Regions from separate parts of the Arachis hypogaea genome. Here region 2 is linked to region 1. Evidence: chromatin contacts called from public Hi-C data. All regions are on one chromosome and are shown on one strand. Each heading gives the region's core, a stretch centred on a gene start, on an enhancer-like site or on the middle of the called end of the contact. The rest is flanking DNA. Distances are from core to core; before and after follow the strand shown. Region 1 holds the start of LOC112759156. Region 2 holds the start of LOC112759170.

What was found. Hi-C and Micro-C count contacts between places; a contact is called where the count stands out from the background.
Region 2: a Hi-C map of leaf shows a contact between it and region 1, with 3 times the contacts expected there. The contact joins the promoter of LOC112759170 here to the promoter of LOC112759156 in region 1. A contact is called at or near these places in 4 of 8 Hi-C or Micro-C datasets (leaf and an unstated tissue).

What each region holds. Positions count from the first base shown.
Region 1 is chr16:40,393,991-40,398,397 of arahy.Tifrunner.gnm2.J5K5, forward strand. LOC112759156 reads right to left here and starts at 2,154. Exons shown (of 8, transcript XM_025807977.3): 1 at 1,793-2,154; 2 at 665-1,066; 3 at 365-527; 4 at 1-189. The coding sequence starts at 1,891.
Region 2 is chr16:40,781,606-40,786,012 of arahy.Tifrunner.gnm2.J5K5, forward strand. It overlaps LOC112759170, which reads left to right and starts at 1,816. Exons shown (of 1, transcript XM_025807988.3): 1 at 1,816-3,984. The coding sequence starts at 2,344. The coding sequence ends at 3,786.

The sequences.
Region 1 (4,407 bases), core at 904-3,403:
TGCACACATCACATGTTCTGTTACCTTTGATCCTGAACCATTTAACCGCGCATTCTTGGTGCGCCAATGCTAGTTCCCCTTTGCAGCTGCACTCCATTTTAAGGGTATCAGAACCTTCTCCAAGTTCAATCAAACATATTCTACACACAGCTTCTTCTTCAGGAATGTCCTCTCCATCCTCATTCTCAACTAAACCAGAATAAACACATACACACACAATGTGGTTATTATTCGAATGTCCTAGTAAAGATAACTTGTGCTTGGAGATCTTCGAATTACTAACTTAAATCTTAAGGGTCTCCTGCATTAACTAGTGATCATATGCGTTCTGTTAAAGTGATACAAACATGAAGAAGGAAGTCACCAGTAATGTCAGGTGAAGATTTCATAGATGTTGTGGCAGCGCTACCAGCTAACCGTGGCGTAGTAGGAACTATGCGCAGCATCACACCTACTGATGTGTTCCCATCTTTGTTAAGTGCAGGAACTGACCGCGAACGATGGATCGATGATTGCTGTCCTTTTCTCTGTAAAATGAGGAAAGTATGAACCATTTGGTAACAAAATGTTTAAATCATGGTTATTGAGAGAGCAGCTCATTTCAAAATTGTGATCAAAGCATGCTAACTATGAAAATTCTACAGAAAATTGGATCGCTGCTAACCACATATGTTGTCATATTGGTTGTGTTTCCTCCAATTGGTGTCACGGGTAAAGATGACATCTTCTTCCCTCTAGGTGTGATCAACTTTGTAAGAGATAATGTCCTCGAAATCATAGGCTTTTTCGGCACCTCTGTGGAAGAACCTTCAAGTGCTAGAATGGAAGCCTTTTCAGTGTTCCCTAACTTAAAGCTAAGTTTGGGAATAAGGGCCTTAATATTTGATTTATTTTTTGGTTGTAACTCATTGATACTGGAGAAAGCAGGACTTGTAGAAGGCATGTTAATTCTCAAGAATTCCTCTCTTGCTTCATCAAGATTTCTTGCAGGTATCTCCAACATAAGATTTTGCCTTCTTCCATGTTGTCTACTAGGTAGTTCAGTTATTTCACTTGATTCTACACCCTATACATGAAGAATCATACATAGCCTTTGTTAAGCTTCAGATGCAAATGTCTCTCATACATGTGTTTCAGATGGAGCATTACCAATTCAATTATGAAGATTTACACCAATGACGGTTACCCTTTTTCTCATGGAATGCATATGCCTTATGCATGTGATGTTTTACCACAAAATTATGTCATGAACACAATCTAATTTCATGTAACTTTTAAATATGCCACTGAGTGTATAGGACAGCCATAGAATCCATAATCGTCTTTTGAGTTATTTTTGTCAGCATCAGATTTTTTCAGGTACCATTTTAATAGTTTAAAAATAAAAGTATAGAAGTTTCCAGTAATGTAGTTTTGGAATTTAACCAGCACCAATCAATAGGCATCCAATGAAACAAAAGGAAAACTATACAAGTTTTTCAATAGTGTAGTTTAGGAATCTAATCAGCCTAGTTAGTACTAATAGTTACATGCACTATGAGTATGCTTTGATGCTCATGGATAATTGGAATCTTTTAAGCGTTCAAATTCCAATACTCAGCTACAGCTAAAGTTCCTATTGGTCAGAAACAGGGGGAAGATATGATCAATGACAAAAGGTATCAACCAAGAACAAAACACAGTTCCCCATATGAATTCTATTGGAGATATATAAGTTGCCGAAAGTAGAAACAGTTAGCTGTAAACTTTAAGAAAAATAGAAAAATGAACAAATAAATAAATGAAAATTTACCTTATGAATTGCAGTGTGAGCTACGGTAGCAGTGGTAGTGATACCATCAACTTGTTCTTTGTGCATTGGAAAGTCTTGTTCTTGTTGCTGAGTTGCCATAGCTGAAGTGAAGGAATTCAGTGGAGAACACAAAGAAGCTCAAAGCAACACAACTATTCAAGTATCATATGAACAATGGAAATTCAGACAAGTCTTAGTAATGTGTTTTGAGGGAATGAATGTTGATGCAGATCGTGGAAGTTGGAAAGAGAGAGAGAGATGAAGAGAATATGGAATTAGAAATGGTTGGAGACAAGTGGCAACTAAGATTGAAGCAGACATTTTCAACTTTTTTTTTTTTAATTTCTGGTGTTAAACATTTTAAAGTTTGATGCCTCAAAGTCAAAAAGTTAAAAAAAAAAAAAAGAATCACTCACAATAACTAACTAATTATTATTCCTTCATATCCTTCAAGCATTTTGGCAAGAGAAGTGCTTTAACAACTAACAATTCTTTGTATATTATTATTGTATCGATTTTCTTTGACTCCATTCAATTGTATTTTTGGTGGAATTTGTATTTGAATGTTTTTTAGTTAATTCTTCGTTAAATTACACAAAAACTCCTTACAAATAATAAATTTTTTAAAAAAAGATAATTAAGAAGAGATTTTATTTTTTCCTATAAATTTGTATTTTTTTTATACATGTAGTATATATAATCATTAAATGGAAAGTGACAATTTAAGCTCATTTCTTTTATATTGTAATAAATTGTGTGATATGCTTCGTTATTTTTGTGTAAGTGAGTTTTACGTTGCTATGGACAATTTTCACCTTTTGAAAGACACAAAATGTCAATATTTTTTAATTCTTTAAATACAAAATGATGCCTGCGTTTTGATTAAAAAAATAAAAACAAAGTTTGATTCACAAAATGGCACTGCCCCAATATTTTAATTTTTTCTAATTAAAAAATTTAAAGCGCCGTTGATGTTTTGATATTCGGCATGTTTTTAAAATATAATCTGGTCAAAACACCATTAACGCGTTGCAGAAAAATAAAAAAGTCGACAACATTTTGTAAAAATACCAGCAACATTTTGTGCTAGTAGGAATTAAAAAATATAAAATCAACTATAAAATAAGTGTTGTGTTGTCTTGTGGTGAAACGCAGAAGTGGAGTTGTTCTTCATTTTGAGAGCTTTATTCTGCATTTGAAGTGAAAAATTTTGGAGTTGTTCTTCCTTTTAAGAGTTTTATTCTGTATATGAAGTGAAAAACTTTGAGTGAGTGTGATGAGTATAGAATGGAAGGTTATGTTAGTTTAAAAATATATTACAATGGTCAGATTTTACCTAATATATATGAGGATGTGAGTTTTTTATATGAGAATCTATCTGTTATTATTGTTTAAAAGTGTACTTTTTCAAAATATAGCTCATCAAGTGTTGAAGATAGTGACAAATATTGTATAGGTAGTTTGTGCTAGTATTTGATGGTTTTGTTTAATTTCAAATAATACATGTGGTTGATGAAGCTAGTAAGTAAGAAATATTTTCTACCTACCATTAAACTAGAGAACAAGCCTCATTATTGAGTTGTATGTTGAGTTCGAAAAAATCCATGATGTTGATTTTTCAAAACCCAATATAGATTGGATAGGTTATAATAGTAAAAGCGATGAAGAGTTTGAAGTGTTATGATATGGATGCCCATCGTTAAATTGGCCATGACCCTTTCAACCATTCAATGAAACTTGGGAAGCACAAGTCTTCAAAGAATGAGCGGCATAAGAGCAACTTCAATAGGATATTTTTTGGGTATTAGTTTTGACTTTTACGGTAACTAAACTGATTTGAAATTAAAACTTGCATTGAATACAATCTTTGAAATGATATTAGTATCAGTAAAAAAATATCATATCATTTTAAAGAAAAACTAGTAAAATGTTACCATTTGTATATCTATTAAATCCATTAACCGAACATTGTAATATTGTTATGTAACGTTAAATTGAAATGAAACCAAGTATTGGAGTGATAATTTCACATTGAATTTTAAATTATTTTTTTATAATATATGATTTCACAAATACTTATGCGGTATTGTTTGGGCCCAAAATGAAATAAAATTAAAACCAAACAATGGAGATCCCTAAGATTCTCATGGAAGACTCAAGTTTAATGAAAATAGGAAAAAGGTAAATTTGTACACGTATAAATAGGGTCATAGAGTCATATGGTATGATCCACAACATAATATAAGAAAACATATATTTGTACTCTCAAGAATAACATATGCATGAAAGAGTGAATATATTATTAAGAAACATATGAATTATCTCAATTATATTGAAATACTTATATTAGAGAATATTAATACTAGAGTTTTTTACACTTTTTTATTTTATATCTATTTTTCTTTCCTATTTTTTATTTTACACCACTTTATCAGCATAAAGTTTTGAACAAAATTCAGAAAGACATATCTAATAAATTTATATTATTATGTCAAAATTTTCTCATCTTAAATTTAATACTCTTAATATATATGGAGAGAATTACTTATTATAGATATTAGATACTGAAATTTATCTTGATTTAATGGATCTTGGAGATACCATTAATGCTGACA
Region 2 (4,407 bases), core at 566-3,065, 390 kb after region 1:
AAAGTGGTGCCCGAGCGCCACAGACGGCGACAGCAACTCTCACTCCTTGCAGCGGTGGGGGAGACCACTGTCTTAGAGTTCCTCGCTTTCTCTTTTCTCTATTTTGGCTTTTGGGGGAGGAAAAGCTTTGTTTGAGGATGAGACAAAGGACTCGAGAGCTTAAGAAGGAAATTCCATCTCTTTCTCTTTCTATTTTTTTAATAATAAAATGATGTCGTTTCAATAAAATCAGCTAAATTTTAATTCGGTTCGACAGCCAATTCTCAATCAATTCAATGGTTTAAGAACAATTTTAAAATTGTCGATTTTAAACGATAAACCAAATCATATTACTATCTAATTTGCAATTAGACTAATTTAATTAATCGATCCGATGTAATTTTTAGATCTATGCTTAACATGCTTAGCTTCTGAAATATATATATATTGCCATAAAAAAATTGATAAACAAAGATATATACACTCACATCATCATTAAAGTATACATACATGCATATAGACATAATACTATTATTTAGAGTAAAATAAACTTTAAAAATAACCTCTAATTTTTTCTAATGGTCACTTTAATCTCTTATCATTGTTTAGTAATTATTAGTTTCTAAACTTTTACATTATTAAATATGTACTACGTAAATTTGTAGTTAAAATGTTTTAATTTTATATTGAACTACCAAAATTTATTAAAAATAATAAAAAATTTACTTTACAATTTTAAAATTCATAAACTATTTAATAAGAATTAACTATGAATTTAGTATTTAAAAAATTTAAGCATTGATAAAAAATTCCTAAAATACATTATCGATTAAATAATTTTTAAAATTTGATAAGTATATGCATGATTTTATTAGAACTCATTTTTGATGAGCGTAATATTGAGGTAGCTATTAAAATGGTACGATTTAGCAATCTTTAAAAACAAGATTCTTTTTAGAAATAAAATAAAAAAAATTCATATTTTTTCAAACACTATTTTTAGATTTTAATTCCTCAAATACGATTTTTTTTTAGAGCAAGTTCACCGTACTCCCGATGAAATTTATAAAAATTATAGAGTTAGCTCAACTCTCGGCGAACTCCCTTCAAATATTTTTAACTCCACGTTTTTAATCTATTTTGGAGATGATGATAATGAATTAAAATGGATTAAAAACGTAGGGTTTAAAATATTTGAAGTGAATTCGCGCGGGGTAAGGCGAAGGCGAACTCTCATTTTTATAGAGAACTTTTTTAATAGGAAGACTCGAACCCGCAACCTCTTGAATAAGTATGGGGAGATTATGCCATTTGAGTTATAACTCATTGGCGGTGCGACGAATTTGCTCTAAAAAAATCGTATTTAAAAAATTAAAATTTAAAAATAATGTTTGAGAAAATATGATTTTTTTTTATTTTATTTCTAAAAAAAATCCTTAAAAACATGACGTAAAATTAAATAAAAGACACAAATTTATTGATACCTCTTTATCCTTGTAAAATTTTTGGATAATAATAACTAATATTTAGGGACAATTTTTATTTATTTATATAGGTCTATTTAAAATTTGTATATTAAAGTTAATTTTTAAAAATAATTAAAATGTATTTTCATAAATGATTTTGAAAATATTCTTAACTTATAACAAAAAAAGAAATGCAAATACAGAAAACTTTCAATTAATAAAATACAAAATATTAACTTTGTAATTTTTAAAAAGCAGAGAAAATAGGATGGTGATGTAACAAGAGGAGAGGATGGTCGACGATATTATGCCACGTAGCTAACATTTTGCATCGCATGGGCCATGGCAGCAAATAATAGATGACACCTTCGCTGGTCCTTACCTTACTGCGTAACACGCAATCACCCCCCATTTCCCGGTCCTATATTTTCCCCAGATCTACACTCACTCAACTCCCAATCTCTTCAGAGACACACACTCGCTCCATCTCCACCTCTGCTTCAGATCTACCTAGGGTTTTTTACTCATAGCACCCTTTCAATTTTTGTTAGAATATTGATTTGATGCTGGAGTTGGGAGGATGAAGTAAGGAACTGAATGTGAGGGGGGCACAATGGGGACGATGATGGGTGGGGGATTATGGTATGAATCATCACCGAAAAGGGTTCCAAGGGGGGTCTGGTTAAGGTTCCAAATCTCAATGGGCGTCCTCGTGGGTGGAAATCACACCTCCTCCAGGTTTTGCACTCGCTAATCATCTCTTCTTCTCCACTTTCCGGCTTTCAAATCTTTCAAGAACCCTTTCTTGTGTTCAATCAATCAACCGAACTCCGAGCTTCCTTTTTTTTTTTTATTTTAAATTTTTCTTTATTGGTGTTATCTTCAATCCTCGAATCCCATGGATGCCAAAGCCATCAAACTCCAGATCCTGAAGGGGTCCATAGCGAGGCGCGTGTTCTTCCGCTCAATCATGCTCGCTTCCGCCATCTCGATCGTTTCTCTGCTCCGCGCCTTCTCCGCCTTCGACTTGGCTGACTTAGCTCCGGTGACACTGACCTACACCGACTGCGTCGCCGCGGGTTCCGAAATGCGTTTCGAAAACGCCACTCTGCAGAGCCGCGTGCTCAGCACTTTCTGGAGCTCCTTCTACTGCGAGAAAGACGAAAACTTGACGGTCAACGTGGTCAACGACCTTATGAAGAAGCAACTGCTGAATTGCGGAGCCAAGAGCCTCTGCGTCGGAGAAGGTTCGGCGATGGCCGTCGCCGCCATGAAGCACATGGGATTCTCCAGCGTTACCGGTGTCCACAGGCACCGGTTCTTCTCCCTCAAGCAGAAGAAAATCGTGTACGAGCTCAATTACCAGGACTGTTCATTCGATTTCGTGCTGTCAAGGGATCTTGACAAGGTTTCTGTTCCTGCGTTGCTCGTTCTTGAGGTTGAGCGTGTTCTAAAGCCAGGTGGTGTCGGTGCCCTTCTTGTGGGTCCCACTGGCTCCAATTCCATCCCCAACGACCTCATTAGGTCTGCAACACCGGTTTCATCGTTGCTAAGATCTTCCACCGTTCTGCATGTTGGTTCTGTTGGTGATCTCAACCTTGTTGTGTTCAGGAAAAGGGTGGAAAATGATACTGTTTCTGGTGCTTTCTATCAGTATCCACTTCCTGCGGATTGTTCTAGCATAAGTCTTACAAAGCCTTTGATTCAGCTCATGGAGCCTCTTGTGAGTCAGAAGCCGCCACTTGGGTATGAGAAGATGGTACCTTACTTGCCAAAGTTCGTGGATGTTTCTTCTAGGAAGAGGATGGTTTATATTGATATTAATGGGGGGCGAGAGATCCTCAATGCTAATGATAATCCTAGTGATTGGTTCTTGCCATCTTACCCTATTAGTCAAAAGGATTTCAATGTGTATTTTGTTCACTATAACACTTCGGTAATGTTGTCCTATGTGAAGCGACCTGGTGTGACATTTGTTTACTATCCCGGGTTGGCCGGTAAGGCCGCGGCCAAGGCTAATCTTGATGCTGCTGATGATGATGATGGAGATTTGGAACCGTTTGTTGGGGAGGACGAGTTTGATTTCCTTGCTTGGTTCAAGGAAACTGTGCAGTATGCTGATTTTGTTGTCCTCAAAATGAATGCAGGGAATGCTGAAATGAAGTTCCTCTTGGATGTGTTTGAGAGTGGAGCAATATGCTTTGTGGATGAATTGTTTCTGAGGTGCCCAGAGAGTGGAAATGACGATGAGAAAACTGGTATGGGCAAGGATAGCTGCATGGATATTTACAAGGGTCTCAGAAGCAATGGTGTCTACGTTCATCAGTGGTGGGCGGACTAAATTATGCATGATCTGAATAAGAAGCAAATCGTGTTTCCAAGTGTCTTGTGAGTTATTATTGCGTTTTGTTGTTTGTTGAGGTGTGTTGGATGCTATGAACATCCGAGTGCTTTATGGTTGGGCGCTTGCTACTAAATAATCAACCACTGTTGTCATTCTCGTACGGTTTGCTAATAAAATCTCTGTTATGTTCCTTTATCTTTATTTAATCTAAGTTTTGGGGTGTGTTTTAGGCTTTTAATACAAAATGAGGCCATCGGCATCAATTAACGTACCTATTATTTAATTGTCAATAGATGCCATGATGAATAATACTTTACTCTTATCCCGTACGTTGGTTATTGTTGTACTAACGCCTTGGTGTTACAATATTTCTCCTTATGTTTGACCTTGTGCTTCATACTTATTTAGTTCATTCAATCTTCAATTTACCTTGCATGTTTTTGAATATCTCTCTGAGCTCCACACTGCGACGAAAGACTTTTGATCACGATACTTTCTGTGATTTGGATATTGGTTTGAAACTCTGAATACCTAGGTCAAGAAGGTTACCGAGTGTCCATTGTGTGAACCATACTCACGTCATGTTAGAGGAAATTGTTATATCGTATATATCCACTT